Linked DNA regions of Mus musculus: all the other regions are linked to region 6. The links are chromatin contacts, called in public Hi-C, HiChIP or PLAC-seq and promoter capture Hi-C maps. All regions are on one chromosome and are shown on one strand. Each heading gives the region's core, a stretch centred on a gene start, on an enhancer-like site or on the middle of the called end of the contact. The rest is flanking DNA. Distances are from core to core; before and after follow the strand shown.

What was found. Promoter capture Hi-C pulls out the DNA fragments that hold promoters and counts their contacts. A called contact is a pair of places that touch in the nucleus more often than the background predicts. HiChIP or PLAC-seq counts read pairs in DNA pulled down with a chosen protein or histone mark.
Region 1: an H3K27ac HiChIP or PLAC-seq map of bone marrow-derived dendritic cells shows a contact between it and region 6, with 7 times the contacts expected there. The contact joins the promoter of Tcp11l1 here to the promoter of 4931422A03Rik in region 6. A contact is called at or near these places in 7 of 39 promoter capture datasets (the 3T3-L1 cell line, the C10 cell line, hippocampal neurons and 3 more) and 2 of 115 datasets of contacts at active chromatin or transcription factors (bone marrow-derived dendritic cells and bone marrow-derived macrophages).
Region 2: a promoter capture Hi-C map of liver shows a contact between it and region 6, with 2.9 times the contacts expected there. The contact joins the enhancer-like site here to the promoter of 4931422A03Rik in region 6. A contact is called at or near these places in 3 of 39 promoter capture datasets (the 3T3-L1 cell line, hippocampal neurons and liver), 1 of 484 Hi-C or Micro-C datasets (cortical neurons) and 1 of 115 datasets of contacts at active chromatin or transcription factors (pancreatic cancer cells).
Region 3: a contact with region 6 is called in a Hi-C map of B cells, with 5 read pairs. The contact joins the promoter of Prrg4 here to the promoter of 4931422A03Rik in region 6. A contact is called at or near these places in 1 of 39 promoter capture datasets (pre-B cells) and 1 of 484 Hi-C or Micro-C datasets (B cells).
Region 4: a contact with region 6 is called in a promoter capture Hi-C map of pre-B cells, with 4 times the contacts expected there. The contact joins the promoter of Eif3m here to the promoter of 4931422A03Rik in region 6. A contact is called at or near these places in 1 of 39 promoter capture datasets (pre-B cells) and 1 of 9 other capture datasets (liver).
Region 5: a contact with region 6 is called in a promoter capture Hi-C map of the C10 cell line, with 5 times the contacts expected there. The contact joins the promoter of Elf5 here to the promoter of 4931422A03Rik in region 6. A contact is called at or near these places in 2 of 39 promoter capture datasets (the C10 cell line and hippocampal neurons) and 1 of 9 other capture datasets (liver).

What each region holds. Positions count from the first base shown.
Region 1 is chr2:104,710,846-104,713,545 of GRCm38.p6, forward strand. It overlaps Tcp11l1 (t-complex 11 like 1), which reads right to left and starts at 1,317. Exons shown (of 10, transcript NM_177190.5): 1 at 1,131-1,317. It overlaps Gm6306 (predicted gene 6306), which reads left to right. Exons shown (of 1, transcript NR_166704.1): 1 at 1-2,058.
Region 2 is chr2:104,687,437-104,690,136 of GRCm38.p6, forward strand. Tcp11l1 (t-complex 11 like 1) reads right to left here. Exons shown (of 10, transcript NM_177190.5): 7 at 942-1,138. Among named protein-coding and RNA genes, the nearest start is that of Gm6306, 22 kb to the right of the region's middle. Within about 2 kb of position 1,410, at least 37 of the 459 cell types and tissues checked have an H3K27ac peak or open chromatin away from gene starts, as enhancers often do. A contact at or near this core is called in liver and pancreatic cancer cells, where this site is marked.
Region 3 is chr2:104,848,531-104,851,230 of GRCm38.p6, forward strand. Prrg4 (proline rich Gla (G-carboxyglutamic acid) 4 (transmembrane)) reads right to left here and starts at 1,320. Exons shown (of 6, transcript NM_178695.5): 1 at 1,016-1,320; 2 at 546-670. The coding sequence starts at 648.
Region 4 is chr2:105,015,677-105,018,376 of GRCm38.p6, forward strand. It overlaps Eif3m (eukaryotic translation initiation factor 3, subunit M), which reads right to left and starts at 1,351. Exons shown (of 11, transcript NM_145380.2): 1 at 1,270-1,351. The coding sequence starts at 1,311. It overlaps Gm38521 (predicted gene, 38521), which reads left to right and starts at 1,445. Exons shown (of 2, transcript NR_165821.1): 1 at 1,445-1,527; 2 at 1,994-2,700.
Region 5 is chr2:103,422,709-103,425,408 of GRCm38.p6, forward strand. Elf5 (E74-like factor 5) reads left to right here and starts at 1,360. Exons shown (of 7, transcript NM_010125.3): 1 at 1,360-1,480.
Region 6 is chr2:104,027,111-104,029,810 of GRCm38.p6, forward strand. 4931422A03Rik (RIKEN cDNA 4931422A03 gene) reads right to left here and starts at 1,251. Exons shown (of 5, transcript NM_175161.3): 1 at 668-1,251; 2 at 112-177. The coding sequence starts at 113. Fbxo3 (F-box protein 3) reads left to right here and starts at 689. Exons shown (of 11, transcript NM_212433.1): 1 at 689-856. The coding sequence starts at 753.

The sequences.
Region 1 (2,700 bases), core at 67-2,566, 680 kb after region 6:
TGCAAGGAGCCACAATGAAACTCAAATTAGCATGACGCTGCTATTCTGAAGAGGAGGAAGCTGAGAAAACTTTCCCAGAAAAGATGACATGTGACCTGTCTTTGAAAGGAGTAGAATTTCACCAAGTTATAACGTCGGGGTAGGGGTGAAAGGAGGGGGGTTTTCATTCCTCCAGCAGAAAAGCCAGTGGTGCCTGAAATGGAAAAGTGGCAGTAAGCAAAGATGGAAAGAGGAATTGGGGGTCTGGTGGGGAAAGCGCTAATTTGTACTCTAAAAATGAAATGAAAAGCTTTGTCTAGATTTTGAACTTCTCAAGAGCCAAGATCAATCATATTCTCCATAAATGCTCTATTAGTATACCCCTAAGCCCCCAAGCCCGGCAAACAGATACTCATTTGTTGACAGACATAAAACCCTGTGTCATCTGTGTGATGTCACTGTTAGGAGGGGTTGTTCAAGGTGTTTTGGGTAGCACTGAACCTGTGGTTTAAAAGTGACAATAACTTCAGTAAAAGTGGCCCATTTTTCTTAAAATGTCCTATTCCCCCATCACTACTGAGGTCTCATTCTGTGTCTTTACTGTGGCTTCAGTTTTCTACAGTTAAGTGCCTCCTGGTTTCCTGCATAAGGGTACCCTGCGGCCACAGACTGCCACACCACCACCATTCCACACTGGCAGCTATAATTAAAGAGTAGTAGGATTATGGGGGGGGGGGTGCTATTTAATTGCTCTCATTCATTCACTCAACAATCATAAAACCCTATGGTACCTAACCAGGAAACCGAGGGGGAGGATCCTGGCACGGGGACCGGCATCTGTCGGAGCTGCACGCCGGCCCAAGCTGAACACAAAAGAATCCTCCAGAAAGGGTCTTTCAAGCGAAAAGAAAAGATCTCTGACCCCCGGCGCCGGGAACCGCGTTCAGATTTCGTCGTAAACAGCTGTTTCGGTCGGCGAGGGCAGGGGCGCGCCGGGGAGTCCGGCCTGGAGGGTGGGCCTCACCCATCCCTGTTCTCCTCCTCGCTCCACCCTGCATCCTCGGGACCCGACCGGCTGGGAGAGGTCCAGAAACCGGAGCGCTTTCGCCCGGTGGATCCCGGGCCGGCCCGCCGGCCTCTGCCCCGCTCACCTGCCGCGGCGTCGGCGACCACCCAGGGTCACTCCGGCTGCGAGTACCGCGGGGTCCGCGACGCGAAAGGGGGGGAGCGATGCGCGCCGGCCTGGGCGCCTGGGCCTCGACCCCCGCCGGGGCGCCTGGCTCTCCCCGAGCTGCGGGCCGTCCTCTGTGCCCCGCGTCGGTGGGCAGCGCCGGCCGCGCTCAGTGCGGGGCGGGGGAGGCGGGATGCGCCTGCCCAGCGTGGGCGGCGCCATGCTCCTGTACGGACCGGCGGCCGGCTCTCCCGCTGTCACCAAGGGGCTCGGGAATCTGGCGCTCGGAGCTGAGCTTCACTACGTTTTTGTGTGGAAAGGCTGATGCGGGCCCGGGGAGGGGGGCGGCCGAGGGAGTGCGGTGGCCCCCGGCTCGAAGTCGCTCCGGCCGCACAGGGAGGCGCCATGTTGAGGTTGGGCAAAAGCGGAGGCGATGGCGCGCAGTTAAAAGTGTGGTAAAGCGCAGGGCGCCTTAGAAGCTACTTTCCCTGCCAGGACTTTGAAAACTGAATATTCCATCAACCAGGCCAATCTCACTCCCTTGCCTTCATTTTGGACACCCACACACTCACAGGCTCCTTTTGGATTCTGAGCCCTGGCTTGAGCGGTCCCTTCGAAGTGTTTGGGTGACCGAGGCTTCAGCTTGATATGAAAAGAGGCGAGAGCAGCGGTTCCCTAGCTCAGCCCTTGGAGAAGTTGCGTTCCAGAAAGGAAGATCATTTCCCCTAAATATCATGTCCCTGGGTCCATAAAGTTGGGGCGGGCATGATCATTGTTGTACAAGAAAAAAAAAATTAAGCCAACAAAAACATCACCCCACTCCAAGCCTGGGGCGCTATAATAGCTAACTTCACTAACAGAAATACTTTGTCATCTGTCTCTATCTTAAATAAAAGATAGGAATCTTTGCTACTTTGTAGATTCTCCTCCCCCACTCCTTCCCCCTCTAACACTAGACCGAAGAGAAATAAGCATAGAGGGGAGAGACAGAGGACAGAGGGGGTGGGGGTGGGAGAGGGATTCTTGATTGATTGATTTGGTTTTTCGAGACAGGGTTTCTCTGTATAGTCCTGGCTGTCCAGGAACTCACTCTGTAGACCAGGCTAGCCTCGAACTCAGAAATCCACCTGCCTCTGTCTCCCAAGTGCTGGGGTTAAAGGCGTGCACCACCACGCCCGGCTAAGGGATCCCTGAATTTAATTTCTTTCCTTTTTTCTTTTTTTCTTTTTTTTTCTTTAAGCACTACTACTAACAAACCGCATATGTAAACTCCGGGCCCCACCTACTGTTTATATATCACTGAAAAGTTTCCAGAATTCCCAACTCACACAATCATAGAAACTATTTGCAGCTCGCAAAACGGAGCTGGAGCTCGAGGCAAATCATTGTCCGCTGTTGCAGACAGTCCTAAGCAGTTCCCCCATCCCTATACCTGGGATTAAAATGAAAGCACATTTTAAAATTTGTGGTTTTGTTGGGCTTTTTTTGGTTTTTGGAGACAGGGTTTCTCTGTGTAGCCCTGGCTGTCCTGGAACTCACTTTGTAGACCA
Region 2 (2,700 bases), core at 160-2,659, 660 kb after region 6:
ACAGAGACGTTTACAGAAGCTGCAGGTCTGAAGCTGAAAAAAGGAACAAGTGCTCTCAAAGAAGACAGAGGAAGCCACACACCAGCTTAGTTTCTGCCAGAGAAGTGGGGAACCCCTCATTAGTCATCCTCTTGAATGGTTCCTGCAGCTAGACCTGCTTAGGATAATGCTCACCGTGGGAGTGGCAGAAGTTTCTGGAGAGCAAGCTGTGAAACAAAACCAGGGTTTTTTGTTTGCTTGTTTGTTTGTTTTTATGGTTTTTTATTTTATTTATTTATTTATTTATTTATTTATTTATTTTTGGTTTTTTGTTTTTGTTTTTTCGAGACAGGATTTCTCTGTCTGAACTATCTCCAGAACTCACTTTGTAGACCAGGTTGGCCTTGAACTCAGAAATTAAGGATGTGCAACACCCATACACATCTTTTCTTTAAAAAAAAAATCATGACAAATTGAATAAAAACAGTGTACTCATATACATTAAATAATCTTAAAAAACAAACAAACAACAAACAATAAGAACTATCCAGAACAGACAAATATGGAAAGCAGAACTGAAAGGAGGAGAAAAGTCCGCTGGCTAACGATGCTGCCAGGGGGACTGTATAAGTCTGAAAATATACCAGAAAGCACGGAGTGACACATGCTAAGGAGGAAAGGACAGGCAGATCTCCACAAGTTCAAGACTACCCAGGAATGCATAGCAAGCTCCAGGACAGCCAAGGGTACATGGAAAACCCCTGTCTCAAAAACACAAAGGGAGGAGAACAAGAGAGAATGATGTGGGAATGGAAAAGAAGGACCACATTGCATATTTTCTCATATGTAGAATGTACACATATGTGCTAGAACAATAAGAGTCTTTAAAAAAAACAACAACAAAAAACCAACTGTGCCCCTTGAGACAGCGTGTGAATGGCTAAGGTGCCCACAGCACCTACCTCAGGGAAAGGTCTCTGGAAGTGGTCCCATTTCAGAAGCTTCAGGTAGGCGAAATTCTGGACAGAAACAGGGGTCAGGAGTGGGGCATCCCCAGAGCCAGCAGCGCCTCCCCCAGCTGGCAGGGCATGTTTGTACTTCTGACTCAAAAGGTCATTTGTGGCCTCTTCCAGCCACTGTGTGGCAAAGTCCAGGGAGTCTGGAAAACAGGGCTACACTCATCACCCTGACATTTGCAGGGACACTTCTTGGAATTACCTTAATGAAGAGAGTTTCTCCAGTGAAATTCAAGGTAGAGAATGAACTTTGAAACCCACAGACTGAATCCAAATCACCATATTGCTTTTCGATAGCTTCGTGACCTCAGACAAATCTCAACAGAAGATTCCTGTCATAAAGAAATGCATGACACCTGCCTCACGGCTGACATTGCGAGAACCTGGCCTGGCCTGGCCTGCTTCCTTCCTACCTACTCTTTTCTCTAGTAGTGAGCACATTCGAGGTGGCTGGAAGACCAGATTGACTGCAGCTCGGAGGGATGCTAAAAGTTCTGGCTCACAGACAAACAGGACAAGACACCAGCTGGAGTCCCTTTGTTTAGCAAAGCATTTACACCGAGGGCTAGCCTTGTTTCTGGTGTGACTCACGCAGTGGGAGCATGTCAACGGGGCCCTCAGATGGCTTTCAGTGGCCTTTATGTCCCCTCTGCTTTCCTTAGTAACACATAGGTACCTATCAGAACACCAGTGTCCTCCACATTCTGAGTAGAAAGTGCTCCTTGAGAGAGGTGCAGCCCTGGTGGAAGCTCCTTCAAACCAAGCAGGAGCTGGGGTTTCAGCCACTGTCAGCTCCTCCCTGGTGCTGCACCTCTGTTCTCCTCACAAAGTTCTCAATTTGGTCCTGACTGCTGATATACAGCCTTCTAGAGACAGGCTTTCTCTGTGGCATTCAGGCTTTGGAAACCTTGGAGAGGTGGACAAGTGACTGTGATGTCTCTAGGTAGGCTCCTACGCAGCAACGATTCTTTCAGGGCAGCTGAGCTTCTGGCACCTGACTCTGCCACGCTCTTTAGCCTAGAAGACCGTGACCCCAGACAAACTGAAATGTGTCAGCCAATCTTCGCCCACTACTTCTACTCTCCCCTCTTTCCATTCCTCCCAGCCCCAAGCTTCCATATAAGGCTGCAGGAATTAACTTCCTTCCATGGCCACTGAGTTAACCAACCTGGTCAGGCAACAAGATCTATTCAGACTGCCATTCCCATCTCATCAGCAAAGCTATGCTACCTGAAATGCACCACCGCATGGCACCTGGAAGCAGCCTACAAACACAGCTATACTAGACTCAGTCAGTTGTTTACCTGAAGTCACGCGAGGCTTGTAAAAATGAAATTTTCTTCCCAGCACTTGGGGAAGCAAAGACAGAAAGACTGTCATAGTTTAAGGCCAGCCTGGATTTCACAATGAACACCAGGCCACCTGGGCTGCAGAACAAGACCTGGTCTCAAAAACAAAACAAAAGCTGGGTATGGTGGTGCAAGCCTTAATCCTGCCACGGGAAAGGCAATGTGCACTCTACCCAGAGCTGTAAGTATTTTGAGACCCTGACACAGAAACAAACACAAAAAAACAACCAACCAACCAACCAAACAAACAAAAAACCCCACTAACCATACACCACCACCAAGCTGTGAAAGCTGCCCTTTCCTGGTTGTGAATTCTGAGTTATGAATAAGGAAAGAGGCAAAGTGACACTCCCTGC
Region 3 (2,700 bases), core at 70-2,569, 820 kb after region 6:
ACTTAATCTCTCAAGCATCTGCCTTTATCTACACAACGTTTGGAACAATGACCAGAAGGGTCATCCTACCTTCCAGCCCTTGCTCTGGATCTCACAAATCCAGACTAGGGGACAGGATGTGGCTCAGCGGTAGAGCACTTGTCTATATGGGGACTCCCAGCGGTGCACAAACAAGTCCTGACAAGAGTCTGGCCTCCCTGTCAGTCTTCCAAGAAGCAGCCTTCCTCTTTATAACTAACACACAGCTTCATCTAGGAAACGACAACTCACTGACTTTCGGACTTCGAAAAAGGCTTTCAATTTAGTCAACCACAAACCAGGTGTTAAACATCTGTTTACTAAGGGAGATACGTTTGTACATATTATAGTTAAAAACCCACAACTCTAAACAAGAAAGCCACAAATTAAAACATAGGATATGCTGTTGCACTGTGGTTCACGGGGGCGTGTAATTCCCCCTACCACACTTTGGCTTGAGATCTACACAGTAGACCGCAACTGGTTTCAGAAGTGTTTTCCCCCAATCGGCAGCCATGCTTGCTTACCTTCTTCTGGGGCATGTTCGGAATCCTTTAGGCTTCTGATACAATGAGGAACTGCGAGGGTAAGTCTGGGCAGCTGGCTGAGTACGATCAGAAGTGGAAACATAGTCTAGCAACTGTCAAACAAACTAAAACAAAAGTGACAACGACATTAAAAGAAAAGAAAAGAAGCAGGCCAAGTCTCAGCCTGTTGGGTTTTAGTCGGAACTGAGTCAACAACGACCTGTTGCACCCCACGGGTCGCTCTTAATCTATGGGACCCAAGGCGCTCCGGGCAGGTGGCACCTCCGGAGCGCCTGGGAACAAAAGGTACTCCCGGGAAGCTGCGGAGGAGAGTTCGGACACTGGCCCAGGCAGACGCGACTCTCGCCCACGCTGACAGGCAGCTAGGTGCTGGAATGCCACTGTCGAGACATCGTCTCTGGATGACTCTCCCACTCCTCCCCGCCCCGCCTCGCCGCTGGTCGCCGCACCTGTGTCCCCGGGCGCATGTTCCAGCAGCCCCTGGGCGGGAACCGAGTTATCCGCTTGGCCCGAGAGGTGGCCTGGCCCTGAGTCGCGGACGCCTCTGGATCTCGGCGACAGTCGGAGCCTAGCTCTTCGCGGCTCCAAGGCGACACCAGGACGCAAAAGAGGCGCCCAGGATCCGCGCAGGGGCGCTCGGGGAACGTGCGCCGCACGGGGCCCAGCTTGTGTGCTGGAGCCACTCCCACCGCTACCGGACGAGGAGGTCACCTGGCAGCGCTCCACCTCCCGCTCTCGGTCCCCAGCCCTTCTCGACTGAGACCCGGACGCTCACACTTTGGCGGCCTATCAGAGCGCCCTCCCGAGGTTACCTTCGGTCAGCTGTTCTCGCAGGGTGGTCCAGGGATGAGAACATAGCATTCATCCGAGAAAATATACTTTGTTAGTGATTTGCATTGTCACATGACCAAAAATCAATTAATAGCAATTACAAAGTTCTCAGATGTATTTCACCAGGTCTGGGTTGTCTACAAAAATACTTTCAAATATGTCCCCGAGTCAAAATTGTTTCCACGACAACAATGCAAGGTTTCACCTCTTTTACTTTCATTCTTTCCCTCCTTGGGTTTACAGTGGAAATTTCCAGAAGCTGTTTGACATGTGATGATATCATCACTCTGCTAACTAATAAGCCTCCAGTGGATGAATACTTGTGATGCTTAATATCTTCCATACTACTAGGTTAGTGTCGGTATGTAAATTTAAACAAAATGTGACAAATTGTGTTTGTTCTCAGAATATTTCTGCTTTTATTAGATATCTTTGGCCGTAGCTACCCATATACCCAGACAGCTAAAAAGTTCATCCTTCTTGAACAAATAATCTTAGATCTTGAACTTTTCGTTGAGTTTTTTTCTTTTTTCTTTTTTTTTTTTTGAAACAGCAAGAGCATAAGCACCCTTAATTGTCATGAGATGAAGTTAAATTTTGAAAATTTCTCTATTTAAAAATGTTGTGTGAGAGATATAATTAAAAATAATTCAAGAGGCCCAGAGCTCGAGGTGTGAGAAGATAGGAGAACAGTGTCTCACCACACTCTTCATGTCCAAACAGCATGCGCTGTTACTCTTGGGAACGCTATTTAAATTTTGCTCTTTGGCCAGAGTAGCCTGGAACTTCATACAGTTGAAACAGAGCACAGTGAAATGGCATTCCCACTCCTTTCTAGTCTCCAGTTAATTCACTTTTCACCAAATTTGTTTTCTTCCCTGAAAGGCTATTATCTATTTTATTCTGATTAATGGATTCAAGTAAGAATTTCCATATGTTTTGCAGACGTTGTTTTTGTTTCCTTCCAAACACTATCCATGCCCCACGCCCTAGAGGCTTAAGCGGTCTGGAAAATGGAGTCTGCTCTTTCACCTTACTTAAGCAGTGGAGATCAGACTGTGGAGAAGCTAGAAATACCTTATGGTTGAGCACAGGAATCGGAAGTATCTCTCAGGAGACCCATTCTCCTGCTCCCTCATTTAGACAACCTGTGGCTGGAAGCCCTGGGAAGAGAGGGATAAACACCATTTTGCTTTTGGGAGAACTGAGTCTTTCTGAGATCTGTATCTAACAATGTAGACTGTCAAGTTCTACTAGGGCAAGGGCAGATTTCGTTACTTCCTTTCCAGTACGCAGAAAAAGC
Region 4 (2,700 bases), core at 101-2,600, 990 kb after region 6:
GCGTTCCATTAGAAAATGCACAGGTGCCAGGGTGAGGTGGTGGGCAGGGTGAGGTGACATATAACTGTGACCACAGCACTTGAGGCAGAGGCAGGGGGATCTCTACAGGTTCCTGGCCAGCCAAGGTTTAACAAGCCATAGTGAAACACTTCCCAAATATCAAAACAAGAAGGGGGTTGGGGAAAGAAAAAGCACGGATGTCAAATTGTCTGGACAAAGCCAAAAGAGCCTTGGGGAAAATAACCAACATTTTTAATCCCACAAATGTGTTTGGTGACCTCAGAAACCTAACAAACCCTTAGGTCTGATGGAATTATTTTTCCAAACAATAGCATAGTAATTTTATACAGAAGATGGCATGGTATTATAAAAAAGATATTTTGAAAACTCAAGTGTCATATTAGAAAAAGCAAAATAACAGCAGAAATCATTCTTTTTCTTTATGACACAAATATATAATCTAACCAAGATGTAAAGAAAGCATTTGTTCACTTCCTGCTTTACAAATCTTTTTCTAAGAATTAGTTAAGTTTAATGTTTTTATATCATTCTTGCTGACAACAAGACACTCTACAATATGGCCAATGCCAAGGCTCTATTCAGCCCCTGGCCTGAAGTACCTTTTTGGTAAATACTAGTCAATGCCTGGGAACTCTAGCTTCCTCTGCTGTCAAATACTCTTAATGCGGCATCTTTCTATGTGTGCATAACTTCCTTTCTTCTCCTGTGTAACATATGGAACCCCAAGTTTCTGTCAGTGGGTATTATAAAAGCGTATGCATGCTCACGAAGAACAGTTTGGGTTGTAGAAAATTAAAAGACTGTCATCCCAACAATTAACCTCCTGTTACAGAAAAAGGAGAAGCCATCTGTCCTGTACACCCAGGTGTAAACCCCAATTAGTGAACTTCAAAGTGTCCAGGATGGCCCGCCAGATGCTCCTGCCTCCCAGCCGCCTGGGAACAGAAAACGCGAGCCAACTAGTAAAATGCATGCCACCGTCGCCTGTGGCCGCGGAAGGCCCGCATTCACACGCTCAAAGTTGCTCCTGCGGGCCACACGCGAACTTAGCAGACGCTGGTCCCTGTCCCCGAAAAGTTCTGGGTCGTCATCGACGACTGCGGACGAGCCCTGGCGCCCACCGGGCCCGCATCCGGACCCTCGGCCGCGCACGCGCCGAGACCCAGGTCAGGAGAGCGCGCTCCCCCTCACGGGCTCCGTCCCGGGAATCCCCCGCACCCGTTGCCCCGAGGGCCCAGCATCGTGCACCTGGTCTTCCTCGCTGATATCGATGAAGGCCGGGACGCTCATGGTGAAGGCCGGGCTGCGGAAGACGCTCCGATCCAGAAACACGCCGACCGGAAAAGAGAGCGGTGCCGTACAGGGTTACGCACAACCGCTTCCGGGTCAGCCACAGAGGGCGGGCCTCGTGGGCGGGGCCCACAGTACTACTTCCTCCCCGCGGGCCTCTGCTTCAGCTCCTCGCAGGCTCCTACCTGAAATCTTCCCCTCTCCCCGGAAACTTAGGTGGGTTGGGCTAAAGTGTCCTCTGCCCGCCTGCTGCCTGCGGGTCACGGAACCCTACCTGGGCCAAAGCTTCGGGAGCCTAGAGAGCTCTTGCTGCCTCTGAGAGCTTTCCAGGTGCCCCCTGTCCCTAAAGCCTTGGAACTATTTTTTTTTTCCCCTGTGTTATGCTTCCCAGTTTGCTGGTCCAGTTGCTAGGCCATGCTCCTTGCTAAGTAAGGGTGACTAGTTTTCAAAGAATGCTCCCACTTAATTAATAAGGACTTATCCAGAATACACAGTGCCTCAGTGTATGTTAGGGATTGACTCCAGGATCCCTCCTCTAAGGATTCCAGAATCTATGGGGCTCAAGACGCTTACATAAAAATGGCTTAGTTCGTGTCTATATAACCTCCTGTGTACTTTAAGTCATCTCCAGGGCACTTAAAATAGCTAATCCAATGTAAATTCTATGTCCTCTGTTTTCTAGGGAATGACAAGGTCTGCGTATTCAGCACAGATATTTCTCCAGAATATTATAGTCTGCAGTTGATTGAACCTGGATGCAGAACTTGGAGCCATGAAGATCAAGAACATTGTAAATGCAACAATAAGGGGGAAATGCAATTAAAAAGTGGGCTGAAAAAGTAAAAACAGACTTTATTAGAGAATATACACATGGTATCCTCAGTTGATAGAATGTCCCCAATAAATGGCCTGTCAGGTATTTTCTTCCTTAATGATTGACATGGGAGGGCCCAGCCCACTGTGGGTGGTGCCACCCTGGGTAGGTGGCCCTGAGTTGCATTGAAAAGTAAGCCAAGCTAGCCACAAGGAGCAAGTCAGCAGGCAGCGAGCAAGCCTCTGCTTCAGTTCCCACCTCCAGGTTCCTGCCTTGGGTTCCTGCCATGACTTTCCTCAGCGATGGAGGTTAACCTGAGAGTTGTCAGATGAAATGAACCCTTTTTCCCCAGGTCGGTTTTTGGCCAATATTTTATCATAGCAATGGGAAGCACACTAAGACAATCTTCCTGGAGTACTGGGTTACAATGTGGAATGAGTGTGTGTGGGGGGGTACGTTCTCAAGGAAGAAAAGGAAGAGAGACTGGTTGAAAAGAGGGGAGCAGATTTCTGAGGGGGGAGAGGAGAGAAGAGAGGGTGTAAGAGGAGAGTGGGGCGCTGAGCCAGAACATATTT
Region 5 (2,700 bases), core at 110-2,609, 600 kb before region 6:
CAACCTGGCCTCAAACCCACAGATATCTGCCGCCTGAGTGTTGGGATTAAAGGCACTGTTAAATCCAACAAAATGATTAAATAAATAAATAAATAACTTAATCCCGTTTTCTCCTATTACTGTTGGGAGAATTCTGACCCAGAAAAGCTGGCTCTCCCACCTAAGGTCCCAGAGCCAAGCCAGAGCCTCAACAGGCCACTTATCTTGCCCCGACTATTTTTCCATGATGACACATGACTCCTCACATGAACTGCCTTTTGTTTCTTCACGCCGTTCGGGTGTTTGGATTTGAGTGTTTGTGCCTATGCCCAGTGTTCCCAAGAAAACCTAACCAACCAGTCAATCTCTGCTTTCCACTTCAAGATCACAGAGTCTGCAGTTTGAGCACCTTGGTGTCTTGGCTGCCTGAGATTGAGAGAGGAACGGAACCCACGAAAGGGGGTTATGAACACTCCTCCCAGATGACTGCCTAGGCCGTCATTTAGATTTGAGAGATGTCCTAAAAACTGGGTAGTTCTCAGTGAGACAGCTGACAGCTTGCAAGCCAATCAGGACCCCCCGCCCCCGTGTTGTTCTGGATGTTTGACACTGCAGCTCCACGATCCCTTCATATCGCCATTTCTAAAACAGAGGACACTGGGAAAGGGGGAAAGCTGTCACATGGCTCCTGTATTCAAACATGGCGCCCTTTGGGTGCTTAGAGTGGAAAGGCCAGTGAAAGCACTGCTCCCTGACTCTCTCCCTGCCCCCTGATCGGAAGGTCCCCACCAGGATCAATAGAAGGAAATATGTAGCGCCCAAGGACAGGCTTCCAGGTGATTGGCTGACATTACCAAGTATGGCCTTCCCAGCAACCCAAGGACAGATTCCATTATTGCATTAATCTGATGGATCCCGGATATGCTCATTAACTTATTCACAGTAATGCAGCCAGAAAATGACCGGCTCAGAATTTGATCCCTGAAGCACCTTTATTCTTTACCACTTCTTGGCACTGCTCTTCTTTCCTAACACGCACAGAATAGGGGATAACACTACATACAGAGGTTCGGGACTTGGCCAGCCCAGGCAAAGGCTGCAATGAACAGACACCAGGCCTGAATTTCCTTCCCTCCAGCTTGCTCAACGGAGACTGCTCCAGCCAGCACTCCACTTATCCCCCCGGGGGCAAGAATTCTCTGCTCATTTCCTGGGTCCCCTCGGTGGGTGGTGGGAGCTGGGCACAAAAGCAGGAGAAAGGTAAACTTTCTGCATGTGAAAACCACCCCCCACCCCCGAGGAGCCGTGTCACACCGTATGTCACCGTCATCAAAGGGGCTGTGCATAAACCTGAAAAACCAAACGGACCTGTCTGTAGGTGTCACTTATATCACACGGCTACAGGTGCCTTTATTTCTACAGTCCGCTGGTGCTGGGAGCGCGCTTGCCTTCTCTTGCCTTGAAAGCCTTCTGTCTGGACCTAGCCACCACTTGTCTTCACGTAAGCAGCTTTTCTTTGCTCTTTTGAATGAATTGAAAGGGGGTGTCGGGGCTCAGAGACTTAGCTGGGGCCTGGGACTGAGTCTCTGTTTCCAGCTCCCACGGCAGCCCCTCCGTGAGGAAGCCAGAGTGCCTCCTCCGGGGGTGTTTGACTCAGGTTTGACGGCTTGCCGGAGAGATTTTTTTTTGTCTCCTCCGGGAAGGTGGCCACCCACCCTCTTCACCGGCCCCCACTTCCTCTGGTTCCACTAAACCAAAGGCAGCTGAGAGAATGTGTACAGGCGCTTAAATCTCTGCCCATCCTTTAGCTGCCTTTAGGAGGAAGCCGGATTCTGCACGGATAGCCAGCTCAAGAAAAACCCACCACCTCCCCCAACCCTGGCCTCACCCCTCAGTTCTTTGGAGGGCCTGCTCACCAAGCTGCCCCTCTTGATACAGAGAATGGTATTCTTACTGTTTAAGGCTTTTTTTGTTTTTGTTTTTGTTTTTTTAAGGAGTTTGTACAAAATAGTTTAAAGGAATCTCATTTGGCCCTCCCACAGCCCCTTAGGACAGAGTGCTTCCAGAAGAGAAGTGGCTAGGGTTTTTTTCCACTGTATTCTCAAACCTTATCAGTCTGTATGCGTTCAGGGGTTTGTGCGCATTTGCCCCCTACTGGCAGCAACTGGAAACACATGCTCTCCCGCATCTGCGTTAAGGTAGGAGAATTTAAGACAGAATAGGGGTCCTAGATCATTATGCACTTAGTCTCCATTTTACAGATGGGGCAACTGAGGCACAAGAAGGCCCGGTAATTTATAGAGATGGTTTTGTGTGGTAGTCCAAAGACTCAGACCCAGGCTGTTACACGTGCTCATCCACACGGAAAGCTTCATTCTCCTGCCTTCATTCTCTCGGCAAGGGTCTTTCTATGATTCAGTGTATTGGGGACAGCAGCTTTTACAGTTTGGTTGCCTCCTCTTCTCAAAAGTCTTCAGAGTGAAACTTTTTAGCTACTCAATCAATGTTCACTGATTTTATTAAATCCTCAGGACGCTCAGCGGACTGTGTGTTGAGATGTCCATTTTAAGGATTCGGAAGTAGGTTATCAGAGATGGTCATGAGTACTTACAGATTAGCAGACCAGGATGGGGAAAAAAATCAAAACTTTTAGCACGCCTGCAAGAAAGTCAGAGGTTGCAGCAGGCTAGGCAGGAATTGTGCCCTCCGTCGCTTGCTTTG
Region 6 (2,700 bases), core at 1-2,500:
TCTAGACAAGACAAATTTATGTTTATCAAGAGGGTGTGCTCAGAAGGTTAAAAAGAATCAAATTCCTTGTCCTAAACACAAGTTTTATAGCACTTGGTGGAAAATACTCACATTTGATTATTTCTTACACTTAAGTAGTTGGAAGAAACTTTCTCTGGGACCAGTAGGTTTAGAAGCCTGGTGGTAAGGGCTTGGGCAATTAACATTTGTTGGACAAGGAATTTATCCAGAGGTCATTTTCGGTTTTTTTGAAGGACAGTTTTTTGCCTTGTGGGCCATGGAAGAATTATAACCTCCCTATCATTTCAAAGTTGGAATGCCTTCCCCTGTGTCTCTTTCCCCATCATTCCTTCCTTGCTAAGTGGACAGGGCTCAGAGCAGCAATTCCGAGTGCAGGTGGGGGTGAGTGGCAATGGGAGTCCGAGGCTGGCAACAGAGACCATGGATTGGAAATGAAGCAATGGGTTTGGGACCCAAAGGCCAGGTAGGGTTAGTGTAAGATTTAGGGAGAGGCTTTGAGGATACGAGATATAAAATGCGTGGAAGAAGAGACCAAAGACTCAGAAACAGACTGGCAGGGACAGCAGCGCCCCCGCAGGGCTGACCGCGGGGTGGGCGGGGCATCCCGGGGGCGGGGCTGGGGCCGGGTGACAGTTACATAACTAACCTGTGCTAGCGGCCGCCGAGCGGTTCGGGCGGCGGGGGCGGGGGCGGGGCCGGGGTGGTGCCAAGGCTGCAGCGGGCCGGGCAAGATGGCTGCCGTAGAGGCCGAGACGGGGCTGCTGACCCTGGAGTCGCTGCCCACCGACCCTCTGCTGCTCATCTTATCCTTCGTGGACTACAGGGACCTAATCAAGTAATGGGGCGGTGCTCTCGGCAGGGGTGGGAACGTGGAAGGAGGCAGGGAAGGAGGCCCGGGGTCGCTGGCTGGACGTGGGCTCCCTCCGCAGCAGGGTGACTGCAAGGCGGCCGTTATCCCGCATAGCGCCCCGGGGGGCTGAAGGAGACTCGGGGGAGCGGTCTGGGCATCCAGGTCTTACCCCTGCCCAGGCCTAGGTCCCCGGGAACTTAGCGCCCTCTCCCTCAAGCCTCGGCTAGGCCGGGTTGCGGAAGAGAGAGGTGGCTCCCTGGTCCTGCACCCCGCGGACCCTCGCTGGCCCTTTGGGGCCTGGTCTAGCGCTGTGGAAAGGCCACTGTCTCGGCCCACGCGCATCCCTGTCGCGCCTGGGGTCCCTGATGACCAGAGCCCTCGTGGGCAGGTAGAACGCGCGCGAGAAGGCCTGCGACCTTCTGACTCTGATGCCATCGTGATCGCGGGCAGCATACACTTTGTCTTGTGTCGGCGACTTTTTTGGCTGTCAGTTTCCCTTTTTATGGTGGGTGGTTGGATTTTGGGTTTTGTCACCGACTTCCGGTGAGGCCTTACAGGTGACTGCAGTTACCTTAGGGTTTCCCAGATGACCAGCATTTACTCCAAAAATAAACACCGGGCATGCGAGAATTCTTTCAGAAACCAGGACTGTTTTAGCGTGGAGGGACAAATGGTCCTGCCGTGTGCCCCTTTCTTGTCACCCTCACCCCCTGTGTCAGGATTGTTTACATTCTTGACCGCATAGCCTGGGTTTCTTGTGCTTCCGTATATATTTGTGGAGGCTGCAAAATGGCCCTCTCACATGGGGAAGACACACTTTTGGTTTTTGCTTCATTACTGGAATCTGGGCATCTATGTCCTCTGTTTTTAGGGGCCTTTAAGAGGTACAGATTTCTTGGAGTTACAGGTAGCTAAGTGGTGGCAGAGATATTTCCTGGGTTTTCTGTTATGGCCTCCACTCGTACCTGCTAAGACATTTGTCTTTCCAAAAAACACACTTCCCCCTACTCAGCCTGTACTAACACACAGAAAGTTTTTCTGTAGGAAAGGTTGGCCAGCTCAAATGTATTTCATCTGAAATAGTTTATTGCTATAACTTCTTATTTAGATAGCCTTCTTTCTTTGCTTGCTTGCTGCCAGAGTTACCTTCTAAAGACCAATCTGGCTGTCATTTTTCTTAAAAGCCCATGACATCCCTGTTTACAACACTGGACCCTGAACTTCTGCAGTATTTAAGGCCCTTACCCAATAGCTTATTATCTAAGGCCTTTCAGGCCTCTCCTCCACTATCATATTTTCTCAGCCCATCAGATGGCACAACACTCGCACATGGTTGTGTATGCTCAGTTCCCTGTCCGGAATACTTCACTCTCCTCAGTTTAGCAACCTTACTCTCCCACTATCTTCTCCAACTAGAGTTTGTAGTAATAAAGTGTGCATTGCTAGAGTGTAAAGATATTTATTTTTGTATTCATCTGCTCAGGTTTGTTTGTTTTGTTTTGTTGAATGTCTGCCATGTGCCAGTTAAATGTAGGATTACAGTAGTGAGTTAGAGAGATATGGTCTTTTTTTTGTAGCTTGACTACTATAGACAAGATGGAAAGTCAAACAAGTATGTAATTACAAAAGGGGCCAAGTATTGGGAAGGAATATGTATATTGCATTGGAAAGGAATGTGGAAGACAGGCTGACCAACTCACAGTGGAAGACATGAAGTGTGGCACAGTGCACTTCTGTCCTGGTGAAGGGAACAGTATTGAGAGGCTGATGGGTCTCTTAACAATAGTGTGTCCTGTTTAACTAGAAAAACAAGAAAGCAGGTTTTGCTG